Linked DNA regions of Sus scrofa: all the other regions are linked to region 1. The links are chromatin contacts, called in public Hi-C maps. All regions are on one chromosome and are shown on one strand. The core of a region is the stretch at or near the end of the contact, and the rest is flanking DNA. Distances in the headings are between cores, read along the strand shown.

Evidence for each region. A called contact is a pair of places that touch in the nucleus more often than the background predicts.
Region 2: a Hi-C map of retroperitoneal adipose tissue shows a contact between it and region 1, with 1.5 times the contacts expected there. The contact joins the enhancer-like site here to the promoter of ZFAND4 in region 1. A contact is called at or near these places in 1 of 5 promoter capture datasets (fetal liver), 3 of 47 Hi-C or Micro-C datasets (embryonic fibroblasts, retroperitoneal adipose tissue and subcutaneous adipose tissue) and 1 of 2 datasets of contacts at active chromatin or transcription factors (alveolar macrophages).
Region 3: a Hi-C map of embryonic fibroblasts shows a contact between it and region 1, with 5 times the contacts expected there. The contact joins the promoter of ZNF22 here to the promoter of ZFAND4 in region 1. A contact is called at or near these places in 4 of 47 Hi-C or Micro-C datasets (embryonic fibroblasts, heart right ventricle and mesenchymal stem cells) and 1 of 2 datasets of contacts at active chromatin or transcription factors (alveolar macrophages).

The regions. Positions count from the first base shown.
Region 1 is chr14:90,641,693-90,646,445 of Sscrofa11.1, reverse strand. It overlaps ZFAND4 (zinc finger AN1-type containing 4), which reads right to left and starts at 2,910. Exons shown (of 10, transcript NM_001302672.1): 1 at 2,779-2,910.
Region 2 is chr14:91,144,924-91,149,676 of Sscrofa11.1, reverse strand. It overlaps TMEM72 (transmembrane protein 72), which reads left to right. Exons shown (of 4, transcript XM_021072810.1): 4 at 1-4,739. Among named protein-coding and RNA genes, the nearest start is that of RASSF4, 8.8 kb to the right of the region's middle. Within about 2 kb of position 2,641, at least 7 of the 83 cell types and tissues checked have an H3K27ac peak or open chromatin away from gene starts, as enhancers often do. A contact at or near this core is called in alveolar macrophages and retroperitoneal adipose tissue, where this site is marked.
Region 3 is chr14:91,094,386-91,099,138 of Sscrofa11.1, reverse strand. It overlaps ZNF22 (zinc finger protein 22), which reads left to right and starts at 2,251. Exons shown (of 2, transcript XM_003483520.4): 1 at 2,251-2,339; 2 at 4,733-4,753.

The DNA.
Region 1 (4,753 bases), core at 1,661-4,160:
CATTACAATCAATTTCATTTTTTATATGGCTTTCTTTACTAAACTGTAAGCTCCTTAAGGAAGGGCAACATCTGATTACCATCCCATCACCTAGCACAGTATATACAGGTACTCATTAAAGGTTTGTTCAGTGAAAGAGTAAATAAATATTCTCTCTCAACTGATACTAGGAAGAAACTTGTGAGACAGGTTTGGGTATTACCCTTGTTTTAGAAATGAAGAAATGTTTAGTTATGCTACTAAAGTTGGTTTGGAAGAATGTTGGTTTCCCAATGGAACCATTTTATCATTCACTCCAAACTCCACCAAAGTTTACCGACTCATGACATACATGTACAGAGATCTTGGCTATGGTTAATTTTTATAACACTAATTGGAAGTATAATTAATTAAGTAGGGACCCTGAATTTCATTATGCGTCCTGAAGAGACGGCATCACAGGAAGAAAAGCTGTTACTGGCAGCACAGCTGCTCTGAGTGTTGTCATACTTTTTATCAAAATAATGATAACAAGGAGTTCCCATTGTGGCACAGCAGAAATGAATCCAACTAGTAACCATGAGGTTGTGGGTTCGAATCCAGCTAGCAACCATGAGGTTGTGGGTTCGATCGCTGGCCTTGCTCAGTGGGTTAAGGATCAGGTGTTGCCATGAACTGTGGTGTAGGTCACAGATGTGGCTCGGTTCCCACGTTGCTGTGGCTGCAGCGTAGGCCAGCAGCTGTAGCTCCGATTTGACCCCTAGCCTGGGAACCTCCATATGCCATGGGTGTGGTCCCTTATGAAGCAAAAAAATTTTTTAATTATAATGATAACAAATATAATAACAAAGTAATGTGCTAACAGTTTTTCTAGTGATAGTGGTAAAAACCGTACTTTTAAGTGAAAGACAAATAAGTGCTGTATTGCTCAGGGTTTGTTTCTTAGATCTTTTTTTTTTGGCTGTGCCCACACATATGAAAGTCCCAGGCCAGGGATCAAACCCATGCCACAGCAGCAACCCAAGCCACTACAGTGACAGAGCCAGATCCTTAACCCTCTGCTCCACAAAGGAACTACCCTTATATCTTTAATACATTGAAATACCTGTAGGAATAATGACTGTATGAAGTTAACCCTTAACTCCTTTTTCAATCATACTGAAATGACTGATTTTATAATATGGTTTTGGATAACATGTGGATTTTTAAGAACATACTTATCATGCTATAGTAAATAAGAATGTATTACAGAATTATCAATGTCTGGAATCCCTTAAAGGCAGCAGCATTCCAATCCACACAGTAAAAGATCTATGTGGATTCCAATTCCCGTAGTAAGAGGTCTGGGGTCAGGAATGCTGAAGTGAACGTTACAGAAATAAAGGCCTGGGTGATCAGTTCTGCCCAAGGAATTTAGAGACAGAAGTTATAAGTAGCACTTCTTTTACCTCAGTACTTTTCCATAGCAATACCCTGAACATTATAAACAAGTAGTGGCAGAAGGTAACATAAAGACAGATTTGCAAGTCCTTCATCAGTAATGAGAATGGATAAAGTAATCATGGGCTAAAAGAAAAAATAGCACAGCACCAATTGCAATGTAACATTCACCATAAATTTGGGCCCTAATTAATTGAGTAATTTCCAATATCCAAAAAGAAGCAAAACTGAAATGAATGCCTCTAGGAAATAATTATACCTCTCAGCAGGAGAAATTACTGTAACAGAGGACAAAAATAAAGATTTGAATTTTGATTAACCCATACTAGAGGACTAGATGATGGCAGAGAAGCAAATGGAAGTTCCATCAGATCAAAGACCTAGCCAGTATTAAAAATGGGGTCCATGGACAACTTCTGAAAGCTGTGTGTGATCAGTCTTGACTGAGCACATTATGGAACTCTATGATGTTGAAAAACAAGGGGCAATGAAGACTCAAAAACAGGATGGGAAATGATAGAAGGACAGCGAAAAACTAGAAGAGGAAGAGAAAAGGGAGAAGGCAGAGAAAAAAGTGCCTGCAGAATTTTTACCAATAATTAAAAAAAAAAAAACACTAAAAGTAATGCCATCAAATACATTTCTAAATCAATTCCCCAAACATTTCTCTTATCTCTTCTGAAAAAGTTCTTAAAACACAACCACCAAAGATGAAAGGGAAGTTAAAGGCAGGTAACGCAATAATAGTGCTGAATCAGTAATTTCAATAACTTGGAATCAGCTTTATCCTCCATCCTAAAGAATATTAGCCATATACGAGGAGTTCTTATAAACTCTCCCCCCAACATAGAGTTATAGCATGTTATGCAGCCCTTAAAAACACTATCTTTTAATGAACTGTTTTTTATTAATGTCTGGAAATATCCCTAAGTTTTAAGTACAAGTTTCAGAACTATATCCACTACATCATGCATCTATACCCTAAACTGTGAAATCAATTTTCTACTGGGCCTGGGAAATCCTTCGGAGCCAACGCCTCCTCGAGCCTTCAATGTACAGACACTTGTAGAGGACGGAGTCACCTGCGCAGCCCGTGCTCCTCCAGGATAAACTCCAGCTACCCAGACGCAAGGGCCTGATCTGGAGGGCAGCGCTCAGGCTTCACGTCAGAAGCAGCGACTTGGAGAGCAGCACCTGCCGGGCGGGGCGGGGCACCCCGCGTCGCGCTCGTTGAGGGATCGAAAGTGGAGGCTGAAGGAGACCCGCCGCGCAGCTCTCGGGCAGCCGCGGCGGAGGGGGCACGGCCTGGAGGCTGGCGACGACAGCGCGGCCCTCCCCATCCCGCCCGCTTGCCCTCACCTGCTCTCGTCCACTCACTCGCCAGCCCGCAAGCCCATAGAGAGGTGCGGCCCCCGCGAGCTATGCCGCGGCGGGCACACACCAGCAACGCTTCGCAGCCGCGCCCCCGCCTCTTTGTGACACCACGTACCAATCGCTCGCTGGCGCTTACGTCACCCTCCAATCAGCAGGGGCGGGGGCGGGGCCCTGCTGCCCGACGCCGGCGGTTGCTCGGGAGCCGGGGCTCCCTCGGGGTTCGGTGGTGGTTGTCGGTTAGGAGAGGCCCGGATGTTAATCCTTTATTACCAGCAGTGGCCACCTAACTAGGGCCGGAGCGGGCGGGCTGGAGAACGGTAGCCCCGGCTTCTGGGAACGGTGGAGTTGGCCTCTGGCCGGAGGAGGTGTGGACAGTACTTTCTTCCCTGCGACCAACCTAAGGCGCTCGACTGGAGGTGCTTGACGTGCTGGGGGATAGTCCCAGTCGATGGTCTTTTCAGAGCCAGTGCACTTCTGGTGCAGTCCGGGCCGGCCAGCTTTAAACAGAGCACCCTTCCTGCGCTTCACTGTCCCCTAACGTTTGTGGCCTCGCCTACCTCATCTGAAATATGAGGCCGTTGCCATGCCTGGTTGAAAGAAGAGCGAGAGCAAACAAGCTCTAGGTCTTACTCATTTATTCCTCATCCATTTGAAATTGAGTGGGTACCTCAGGCTGTTAAATCCCAGCGTCAGGTATGCCCAGCCACCTGTTTGGGGTTTTTTTTTTGGGGGGGGGTTGTTTTTTGGGTTTGTTTGGTTTTTTTGGCTCCAGTTTCCAAGCTGTTCAACTTGGGTGTAACAAACACATAACACAAACCTTCCAGCCTGATAAGGAGCCTCGCTGCTTCTCTTTCTCTTCATTTCCCATGGGTATTCTAAATCCAAACCTTAAGGATTTTCCAACTCTGTTGTCCTACAATTTTACTAGGTGGATTACTCATCTGACCATGAACAGGAATCTCCCTGTCACTGCAGTTTTACTCATTTTTGTGACTTCAAGGAACCAATCTAGAATGAACCCCAGTACCTTATATCCATCGTTCTATCCTTTTCTGACTCTCCTCAGAGATTCCACCTACCAATTTTATCTCCACAATTCAACTAACTATTGAGCATAATCTGGGGCTTATGAGACCCTGGGTTTTCACTCAACTTCAGGCTCTCTCATCACTGGTTCCTTCTTAAACTGTAATACTGAATAGATGGAGTCCCCTGAGAACAGAGATATGACTATTATCATTGTATACTAAGCTCAAAAACAGTGCCTGTGATGAAGGAATCTTACTGAATTAAAGCCTTAATTTCTAAACCTGCCTCCCCTCTCAGGGAAAACTAAGAGGATGAGCTTTGGAGTCAAGGAGATGAGCTTAAAACCTTGGGTAGCTCTGTTACCTTGGTCCAAATCATTCATTCTCATCATCATCATGTGCCACTTTTCAAATGCCAGATAGTTAACAAGGATCTCTGCATATTCTCTTCATAATCCTGCAAGGGATTTTACTAAAACCCCTACTTGACAAAGGAGGAAATAAAAACTAAGAAAGGTAAAACAATTTGCCTACACTCTAAGTAGGAGAACCAGATTTAAATCTAGGTCTCATTACAAAAATCCAAACTTATTCCACTATTCCACTCTCCTTCCAGATTTTAGCGTTATCTGTGAAATTCCTATCTGCTAATAGAAACTGAATAACATAAAAAGTGAATGGTCGGAGTTCTTGTCACGGCACAGTGGAAACGAATTCAACTAGAACCATGAGGGTTCGGGTTTGATCCCTGGCTTCGCTCAGTGGGTTAAGAATCCGGCATTGCTGTGAGCTGTGGTGTAGGTCACAGATGTGTCTCGGATCTGGTGTTGCTGTGGCTCTGGCGTGGGCAGGGAGCAACAGCTCCAATTAGACCCCTAGCCTGGGAACCTCCATATGCTGCGGGTGCAGCCCTAAAAGTACAAAAGACAAAA
Region 2 (4,753 bases), core at 1,392-3,891, 500 kb before region 1:
TTCAGCTGGGAATGCCAACATCCAGGACAAGGCGCCTGCTGTATGCAGGGACCACAGAGGCGGTGCCATGGAGATTCAGACAGCACAGAGAAGTGGTTCTGCCATGCTGAGGGGATGGGTAGCAGAATAGGTGCTAAATATATGTTTGTTCAAAAGGGAAGGGAAGGAAGGAAGGAGGGGAAAGAGGGCAGATAGAAAAATGGGCAGATGACAGGCTAGCTCTGTCACAGGGCCACAGAAGTGACAGCCCAGAAATAACAAAGAAAGTTGAATCCGACATTCTTTAGTTAAAGGATTTGCAATATAGATTTCTTTAAAAAGTGAGTTTTGGTCCATGGGATAGTTGTAAGGCAGAGTAGACATTTTATTCTTTAGAGGCAATCTTAATGAATGAGCAATCTGCAAAACACTGTTACCTTGCTTTCCCGTTCATGTGTGTGAGCAACTCCGGGGTTCTGAAAAGCCTGTCTTAGACTACATGCCCAGGGAAAATCCAGTACTGAGTCTAAAGGTAGGCTGTATTGTTTTTTATTTCAGCATGAGCTTCTGGTAATTTTGTATTATAGTCTCTTAGGATAGTGATCTAGACAGTTGGGACCATCGGAACTGCAGAAGTACACTGACCTCTGCTGGGGCAGGTGCAAGAGCCCATGCAATGAAATGTTTATCACCTAATGGATATCGAAAGCCTTTGTGAGTCTTGAATCAAATTTCTCTTTCAAGAGAAGATGACAAGTAAATGGCCAAGGCCAGTGATGATTCATTTGTCCCTAAACAGCTGCTTCTGCCTGAGGCTGCACCTGATCCCGAGCGGGGGATGAGGGGCTACGAACCCACTATCACTTCAGTTTCCAGGAAACTTGGTGAGATATTTGCAGGCCCCAAGTCTCAGTTTCCTCTTTCTAAAATGGAACGAAATTTTTTTTTTCCTTTTCAACCAACAGTACCAGTAAACTTGGAGAAGAGGTCTCTAGGGGCAAGAGTGTTTTTTTTTTTGTTTTTTTTTTTTTTTTGCTATTTTTAGGGCTGCACTTGCAATATATGGAAGTTCCCAGGCTAAGGGTCAAATCAGAGCTGTAGCTGCCGGCCAATGCCACAGCCACATCAGATCCGAGCCACATCTGCGACCCACGCCACAGCTCACAGTAACACTGGATCCTTAACCCACTGATCGAGGCCAGGGATAAAACCCACAACCTCATGGTTCCTAGTTGGATTCATTTCTGCTGCACCACGACAGGAACTTCGGGGCAAGATCCATTTAATTCAACAACTATTAACTATTCATTAATTATCACCTGGTGGGCCAAGCACCATGGAAGGTGCTGGGCTGACGGGGTGAGTCAGCCTTACTCTCCATAGATGGACCATATGTGTGGTTCCCATGAGGCAGATATAAGCCTTACAATGAAATTGCAAACAATGTGCCATGAGAGATGAATTCCAAGGGAACTCTAAGAAGGTAGATTTGTGTTGAGTTTCAAAAGAAAGGCTAGCATATTAGCAGGTACCTAATTGTCTATCCTGGGACAAGGGGAGCCATGGAAAAATCCATCCAAATATGATGTTTTCCATACACAACAGAGAAGATTTTTGTGCAGTAGAAAGGGCACAAAACAGAGTCCCATCAACGACAATGACAATAACAGTAGATAAAACTGAGCCCTGAGAAGAAGACAGGGGCATTCAGTGTTTTGCAGCTTCCATCTCCTCTAATGCTCACAGCCTTGGAGGCACAGTCTTTTTCAGCACATGCTACAAAATGGGAAATCACAGCGTGCAGAATGTAGTAACTTGCACATTGGCACGCAGCTAAAAGGTGGGAGAGCCAGTATTCATTCCAGGCTCCAGAGCCAAGATTCTTAATGCCACCAGGGGATCAAAGTCTTAGATCAGCCACAGACATCATCAGCCTGCGGCCTTGACCACACCTCTTCCCCTGGGCCCTTCTTCCCCAGTGCTTTGAACGAGTAGAGTGTTGACCAGATGACCCTAAGATCCCTTCCATCTAAGTCATCTGAGACTAGTTTTTCTCAGGGGTACATGGAGAGGAAGAAAGGAAGAGAGAGGGGAGGTAGCTTAGGTGGGAGGAAGCAGACCAGCTCCCCACTGAGGTTTGTGTTTACCTCCTTTTTTACCCTTGTGTTTGCATGTCCAGGGCCAGTTTCTGCTATGAGCACCAAACCCTCCCACCCCAACACACAAAGAACCTGACCAGTGCCTGACAGCCAGTGCCAGGGGCCTGGGGCCTTTGGGATTTTCCCTAGTGGCTCATGCGCCTGAGCTCAGCATGGGACTTGTGCCAAGCCTCCCACCTAGCCTACCTCCAGGCCCAGGACAGAAACCCCTACCCCATGCAGGCAGGAAGTGGTCTCTTTGATACTTAGGAAGACAACATCAACACCCAGGCTCCTCTCTGCTTTCCTCCTGGAGGCCCAGGTCTCCTGCTGCACTGCTGCTCGCTGAACTCCAGACCCTGGGGCTTATATAAAGGGTTAGCAGAGACCAGCCAACACAACCTCCCAAAGGCTTCTTGCTTCCTTGGGCCCAGAGGCCCCTGGCAGCTAGCGGAGGCCTCTCTGGCCCCAGGCCCTCATGGGTCCTCTTTATTTTTCCATGGGCATTTTCAGTTCCCATTTCTCTGGCTTGGGCAGCTCCCTGTGCTCACAGCCAGTCCTCTTTTCTCCAGTCAGGGTCCTCTTCCCATTACCCAGAGCCTCCTGCATAGCATACATGGGGCTCAACAGAGGAACTTCTCTCCACCCGTTGCCCTGCCCCTCCCCCTTCAGACTCAGCTCACCAATCGCAAGGCAGTGACTTTGCCCCATGGAATGGCTCAGCCTTGTCTTCTGGGACTCTGAAGTTAGAACAGATATTGCCAGGCTTCTTCCAGGGGCACCATTGACCCCTTGCTTTCTAGCAGAGCCTGAATTTTCACAGCTGATCTACCTCCCTCCCCCATCCCCACCTCTAGCCAGCCACGCACTTCACACCCTCAGGTACAGTGGGTTCAACCTCTGCAGCCCACCCATACCCTCCTTCTGGCCAACAAGAAGTGAAGGGAGATGGCCCAGCGCCTTCTGGGAAAGGTTTCCTTGCTATTAAAATGAGCCTCACTGGATCTCAGCCTTCCTTTGCTTCCACAGAATGTGGTCATGTCTGCTGAGAAATCTAGGAACCATTTGCAAATATTAGGGGGAACTGAACCATTGTGTTAAGATGAGGGCAGAGAGGGAAAGAACCCAAGTCCCCAGCAATGTCTTTGAGACACTGACTTAACCAACCATGAAATTACCCATTCCTGGGGCTTTTTTTTTTTTTTTTACAGTATGAGATAATAAAATCCCCTTTGCTTAGTTTTTTTTGTTCCTCACAAATGAAACATCCCATACCAGAGTGTAAGTTACCCACCCCATTTATCAGGTTTGCATAAAGAAAAGGTCAAATATCAACCCCAATTCTCATTTTACTCATGGACCAAATCAGGCCCTCTGTCTGTTTTGGTGAGTAAAGTTTGTGGTTTTTTTTTTAATTTTTTATTATTATTTTTTTTCTTTTTATGGCCTCAACCATGGTATATGTAAGTTCCCAGGCTTGGGATTGAATCTGAGCCACAGCTATGACTTATAGGTGCAGCAACACCAGATACTTTAATCCACTGTGCCAGGCTGGGGATCGAACCCACACCTGTGCAGAGACTCAAGCCGCTGCAGCCAGATTCTTAACCCACTGCACCACAGCAGGAACTCCAATAAATAAAGTTTTATTGGAATACAGCCATGACATTCATTTACAGATGGTCTATGGCATTTCCGGCTTGAGTAGTACCAAGAGAGATGGTATGGTCTACAAGTAAGAAAATGTTTACTATCTGGCCAACTCCTAATTTAGATTCAGTAAGTCAATAGAGAAGCAAAAGTTCCTCCAAAACTGCCACAGATTTTATTGGTACAATAAAACATGAAATCCCTGGGAAAGAAGGCCCTCTCACATCCTGAAATGTCTTGAAATGCTGAGTATCAGGCCACACCTTGCCACAGAGTCTGTCCTAGGAGACAAGTGGGGGTCCAATTTGTTGGTCAAACTCACTAATTGTAATGGTTAATTTCATGTGTTAACTTGGCTAAGCTATGGTGCCCAGCTGTTTGGTCAAACACAGGCCTAGAATGTCACTGTGAAGGTATTTTTTAAGATGTGATTAATATTTATTATCAGTAGATTTCAAGTAAAGCACGTAACCTTCCATAATGTGGGTGGCTCTTGTGTAATCAGTTGGGGGCCATAAGAGCAAAGACTGAGATTTCTTAAAGAAGGAGCAATTCTGCTTCAAGATTGCAAAACAGAAACCCAGCCTGAGTTTCCAGCCTGCTGGTCTGCAGATTTAAGACTCAAGCCTACTGCATTCACTCTTACTTGAATCTCCAGCCTGCTGGCCTGCCCAAAATATTTTGGGCCTATCGACCACACAATCACATGAGCCACTGTCTTTAAAAAAACAAATAAAGGAGTTCCCGTTGTGGCACAGTGGTTAATGAACCGACTAGGAACCATGAGGTTGCGGGTTCGATCCTTGCCCTTGCTCAGTGGGTTAATGATCTGGCGTTGCCATGAGCTGTGGTGTAGGTTGCAGACGCGGCTCGGATCCAGCGTTGCTGTGGCTCTGGCATAGGCCAGTGGCTACAGCTCCGATTCAACCCTAGCCTGGGAACCTCCATATGCCGTGAGAGCGGCCCAAGAAAATGGCAAAAAGACC
Region 3 (4,753 bases), core at 1,002-3,501, 450 kb before region 1:
AGGAATATTGACTGAGGTACCACCAGTGCTTCAAACAGTGCCTGGACATAATAAGCACTCAGTAAGTGTTGGCTATTATTATACTAACAAATAAATCGAGGGCCTAAAACCCTGCAGTTTTCTCTCCCTCTCTTTTTTCCTGTTTCCTTTTATTCTTCCTCCTTCCCTCCACCCATATCCTTTTCTATCTCTTGCCTCTCTCCATCCTTACCCCCAATTCTGCCAACTCTTGGCTACCTACAGCCCTTTATTTCCCAACTTTTATTTCTTCCTTTTTAAAGTTCACCTTACTTTATCCAATTCTGCACCTCTCTAATCTACACATCTCTGGGCCTTCTGCAGCTGGCCCAGTTGTTTTCAGGTGCAGGTAGAAAGGATAATCCACCTTTATGGGAACATGAAGTTAGATTTAATTAGTGACTCTCTTACTAATAAAATAAATAAATTTTATAAACTAGTAAAATAAGTTTTTCTTATTACTTTAATGTACATAGAGTGAACAGTCCCAGCAGGTAATTTTTGTTTTAGAAACTCTTCCTAAACTGTCTTTGGCCATTCTCCCCTACACTCCCTCCTCCAGCCACCAGCATCAACCACTCGTAATAATAATTTAATAATAAAATAACAATGCCTCTTATTTATTATATGTTAGGCATTGTGTGAAGTGCCTGGCATTATCTATTTTAATTTTTACAACAGTCCAGCTATCATCTAGATTATTGAATTGACATGCCTTGTCTGGGCCTTAGTCAGTTTCAATGCTTTGCCATCTGCAGAGCAGAAAGCTCTAGCTGAGAGCTGAACCTCTAATCTAGTCCGACCTCTGCCATCAACTCTCTGTGTTACTTCAGGCAAGTTTCCCTCAGCCTCATTTTACTGTAAGGCAGATATGAAGGTCCTCCGTGCTTCATGAAACTCTAGTAAAGATGAATGACCAGAAAATAGATGTAAAAGCACTTCCTAAATAATGAGCATCTTACAAATTCATTCATTCAACAGATACTTGTGAGTGCCTGCTACCTTCTGAGCACTGATACAACAAGGAACAAGAGATGGCTTTGTGTACCCCTGTGAGGGCATGGGCTTTGCTCTAATAACATGGGAAGCCTTTGGAAGATTTTGAACAAAATGAATGACAAGATTTGACTTGAGTTTTAGGAGGATCACTCTGGGGCTGTGAGTAGACATAGAGAGACCAGTGAGAAAGCCAATGCAACAATCCAGACAGGTCATAACAGGAGCTTGGTGGAGGTTATAGCAGTGGAGATGCTGAAAGTGGCTCTATTCTGGATATATTTGGAAGACAGTACCAACAGAATTACAGATGGCTTGGATTTGGATTTGGGGTGAAAAGAGAAACAATGACATCAATATTTTTGACTTGAGTAACTGAAAAGATGGAGTCACCATCAACTGCTGGGTTGAAGACTGTTGAATGAACAGGTTAGGTGAATATCAGAAGTTCATCTGGGGCTTTGTTAGGTTTGGATGTTCATCACACATGCAAAAGACACCGAGTAATCAACTCGATATATAAGTCTAGAGTTCAACAGTATTTGCATCCCAAGGTTTGACTGGAGTTACCAGTTTGGGAGTCTTCAGCATATACAGATGGTATCTGAAGCCATTAGATTTGGAGTTCTGCAGGTGGAAGGAGGACACAGATCAGGTGAACTTGCACAGGTTGGTAGAGGTGGTTGGCTGTAACAGAACAGAATCAGGAGACATCATTACTAAAGAGAAACAAGGCAGTGTGTTGAAAATCATGAGACTCTGGAGCCAAAAAGACGGGTACAGATCTTTGGCCATCAACTTACATAGTGTGAACGTGAGGCGATTTCTACTCTAAGCCTTGGCCTCCCTAACTGTAAAATGAGTACTCTCGTTCCTATCTTGTAGGGGTTTTTTTGGTAAGAATTAAATAATTGGCTCATGAAAAATATCAGAAATAGTTTAGGCTCTCCAGAAGTACCTCTATGTAATTAATAAGTGCTCCACATTTGTCGAAAGAATGGAGCCTCGGGGTCAGACCGGCTGGTGTTGCCTTTCAAAACCTTGACCACACGGGCTGCCACTCCCCCACCCTGTGGGTCGCTCCTCCATCACAAAGGGAGAAGACCACAAGTCTTGCGGTCCTGAGGGCCACAGGACGCCTTCCGAGGGGAAAACAAAATGGCAAAAAGAAAAGGGTTTCTTTTTTCCGGTGGGCCAGGCACCATAGAGGGTCGATCCGCCAAGTTCCTAGAGCGACCGCGAGGCACAGACAAACGGCGCGCTCGCACTTCCGGTGGCGCGAGGGACGCCGGGCGGGCGAGCGAGGGCCGCGGACGGCAGGCGCGGTGAGTGGCCCTGGGGTGCGCGGGCAGGTGCTCCGAGGCACCAGAGGCGCAAGCTGGGCGCGGCAGGGCGGCGCTCACCCGCCAACGGTGTGGCGAGCGCGGCTTTGGCCTCCGCTCCCGGGATGCCGCAAGGGCTCCGCGCGGCCCGCGGGGCGGAGGGAGTGGGGCGGGCCCGGCCTTGGAGAGGCGGTAGTTGGAGGCCTTAACTGTAGCCCCGGCGATTGGCGGGAGGAGGACAGGCCCGGGCTCCTGGCCGTAGTCCTTACGCCATCCATCAGGCGCCTGTCAGGATTAAACTTTGAACAAACGCTTGGGTAGCACAAGGCTTTTGTGAGAGCCTTGCAGATATTGACTCACTTAAACTTACAACGCCCTGATAATGTAGGGGTTTTATGGTCATCCCCATTTTATGTACTAGAAAGCAAGCACATTGCAGTTAGGCGTGTTCGCTTGGCTAACAGCCCGTGTACTGATATTCACCGTAATACCCGCATCTACTATGGAATTACACTGAAGACCGGTCAGAGGGCTGGACTTCACGTTGGGAATTAAGACTGCAGGTCATTCTGCTGCTAAAAGTACAAGCTCTGGGCTCAAGCTGCTAGGGTGTGGGAACCTGGCCAGAGTATGCCTGCCTTTCCTTAGCAGTACAACGAAGATAATACCATAAACCTACTCCGTGAATTAAGTAAGATGGCATAGGGAATTCCCTGGTGGCTTAGCGATTACGGTTTCGGCTTTGTCACCGCTGTGGCTAGGTTTGATTCCTGGCCCAGGAACTTCCGCATGGCCGGGGCCAGGCCAGAAAAAAAAGATAATAGTGACTGGCACACAGCTATCTGTTAGTGTGATTTCCTCATCTGCAGTGTTCCAGATGTGTTAGTCTCTGAGTTTCCGACCGGAACTGATTTATATAGTATTTAAAAATCAATGTGTTTTTTTCAGTATGTACTTATCATTATAGCTGTTTTCGAATACCAATATCATGTACCTAACAGATATCTCTTTGTCATAGATGTCCTATAAATATTTACTAAAGTTAAGAAATGAGTACTGTTCTCTCTGTATTTTTGTGTAGTAGGCAGTTTGTTCTAATACCTGCCTTAATTACTGCAGATATAATTGTTAAATATCCAGTTAAAGTCTTAGCGCTGTCAGGCCTGGAGTCTCAATTTTACAGTAAGGTGAAGGAAAGGCAATAACAGTGATGTAATTTTTGTTTTCAATTATTTGCTTTATAAGCTTGTATGCAGAGACCCTGGGTAATTATTCCCATTTTACAGTCTACTTTCTGGCACAAAATGTGGAAAGTAATTCCAATAATTGTATTACCTTTGCAGTCCTAGGTTCTCCTACATTGTCACCTGTTTGGAGTTTGTGTTTGTTTTGTTTATGGCCATTATTTTAAATAACCTTATGTTAGTAAATGAAATTAATTATTTGAAATTTTAAATTTTTTGCAGCATTTGGGAATTTTTTAAATCCCATCCTAGTTTTACATATAAACTTATTTCTTCTCCTTTTCTTGTGTTCTGCATATCACCTTTTATTCTGTCCTCATAATACTATCAAGGTAAAAGTTTTTTTGAAATTTTTCTTTCTCCAGGAAAAAAAAATTCTTTGGTTCACATTTTCAAAGAACTGTCCTCTTTCTTGGATCATTGTAATCTAGAAGAAATAATAATGAAACATCTCTTCACTAATGTTTTCCTCATCCAGTATATATTAAATATATATATGTTTTCTCATCCATTCTTTATAGAATAGTTCCTACATTCAGGACAGTTTATGCTGCAGAGTTAGGACTAAGTTGTTTCTCTATAGTGAAAGTAGAATGGCTAAACAAATAAGAATAAAGAGAAATATTTAACAAAGCATGATTTGTCATTTCTTTCTACTTTGGACACCTTAATTAGTCACTAGTAAGTGAGTATAAGTCTAACATGGGAATAAATATTAAAACATAATGATAATCTATTACCCAAATTTTGGTTGGCCTTCTTTTATTTATTTATTTGGCTTCATTAATTTTATTTCATTTGGTTGGCTCTATTTTATTTCATTAAGATACTGTCTCTACTTTTTAATGCTAGAGAATTATATACTCATTTTTTATTGCCCAATAAAAATTTTTATTTTGTAGTATCACTTTATTTTTATTCTGTCCCAACAGACAAAAACTCCAAAGGTAAATTTGGTGATATTTATTAAGTTTAAACTCTAAAATTATTAGAATTATTTTGTAAATATTTTTCCCCAGAATTGTCTTTGTTTTCATATGTATGAAATACATTTTAACTTAAAAATGGATGAAATTTTGATACGTTAGATGTATTAAAGTTGAATAATTAACAAATCATCTGCAATTTGTTTTTATTTTTTCTTTTACACAGACAGTTCTGAGCTGTGTAGCT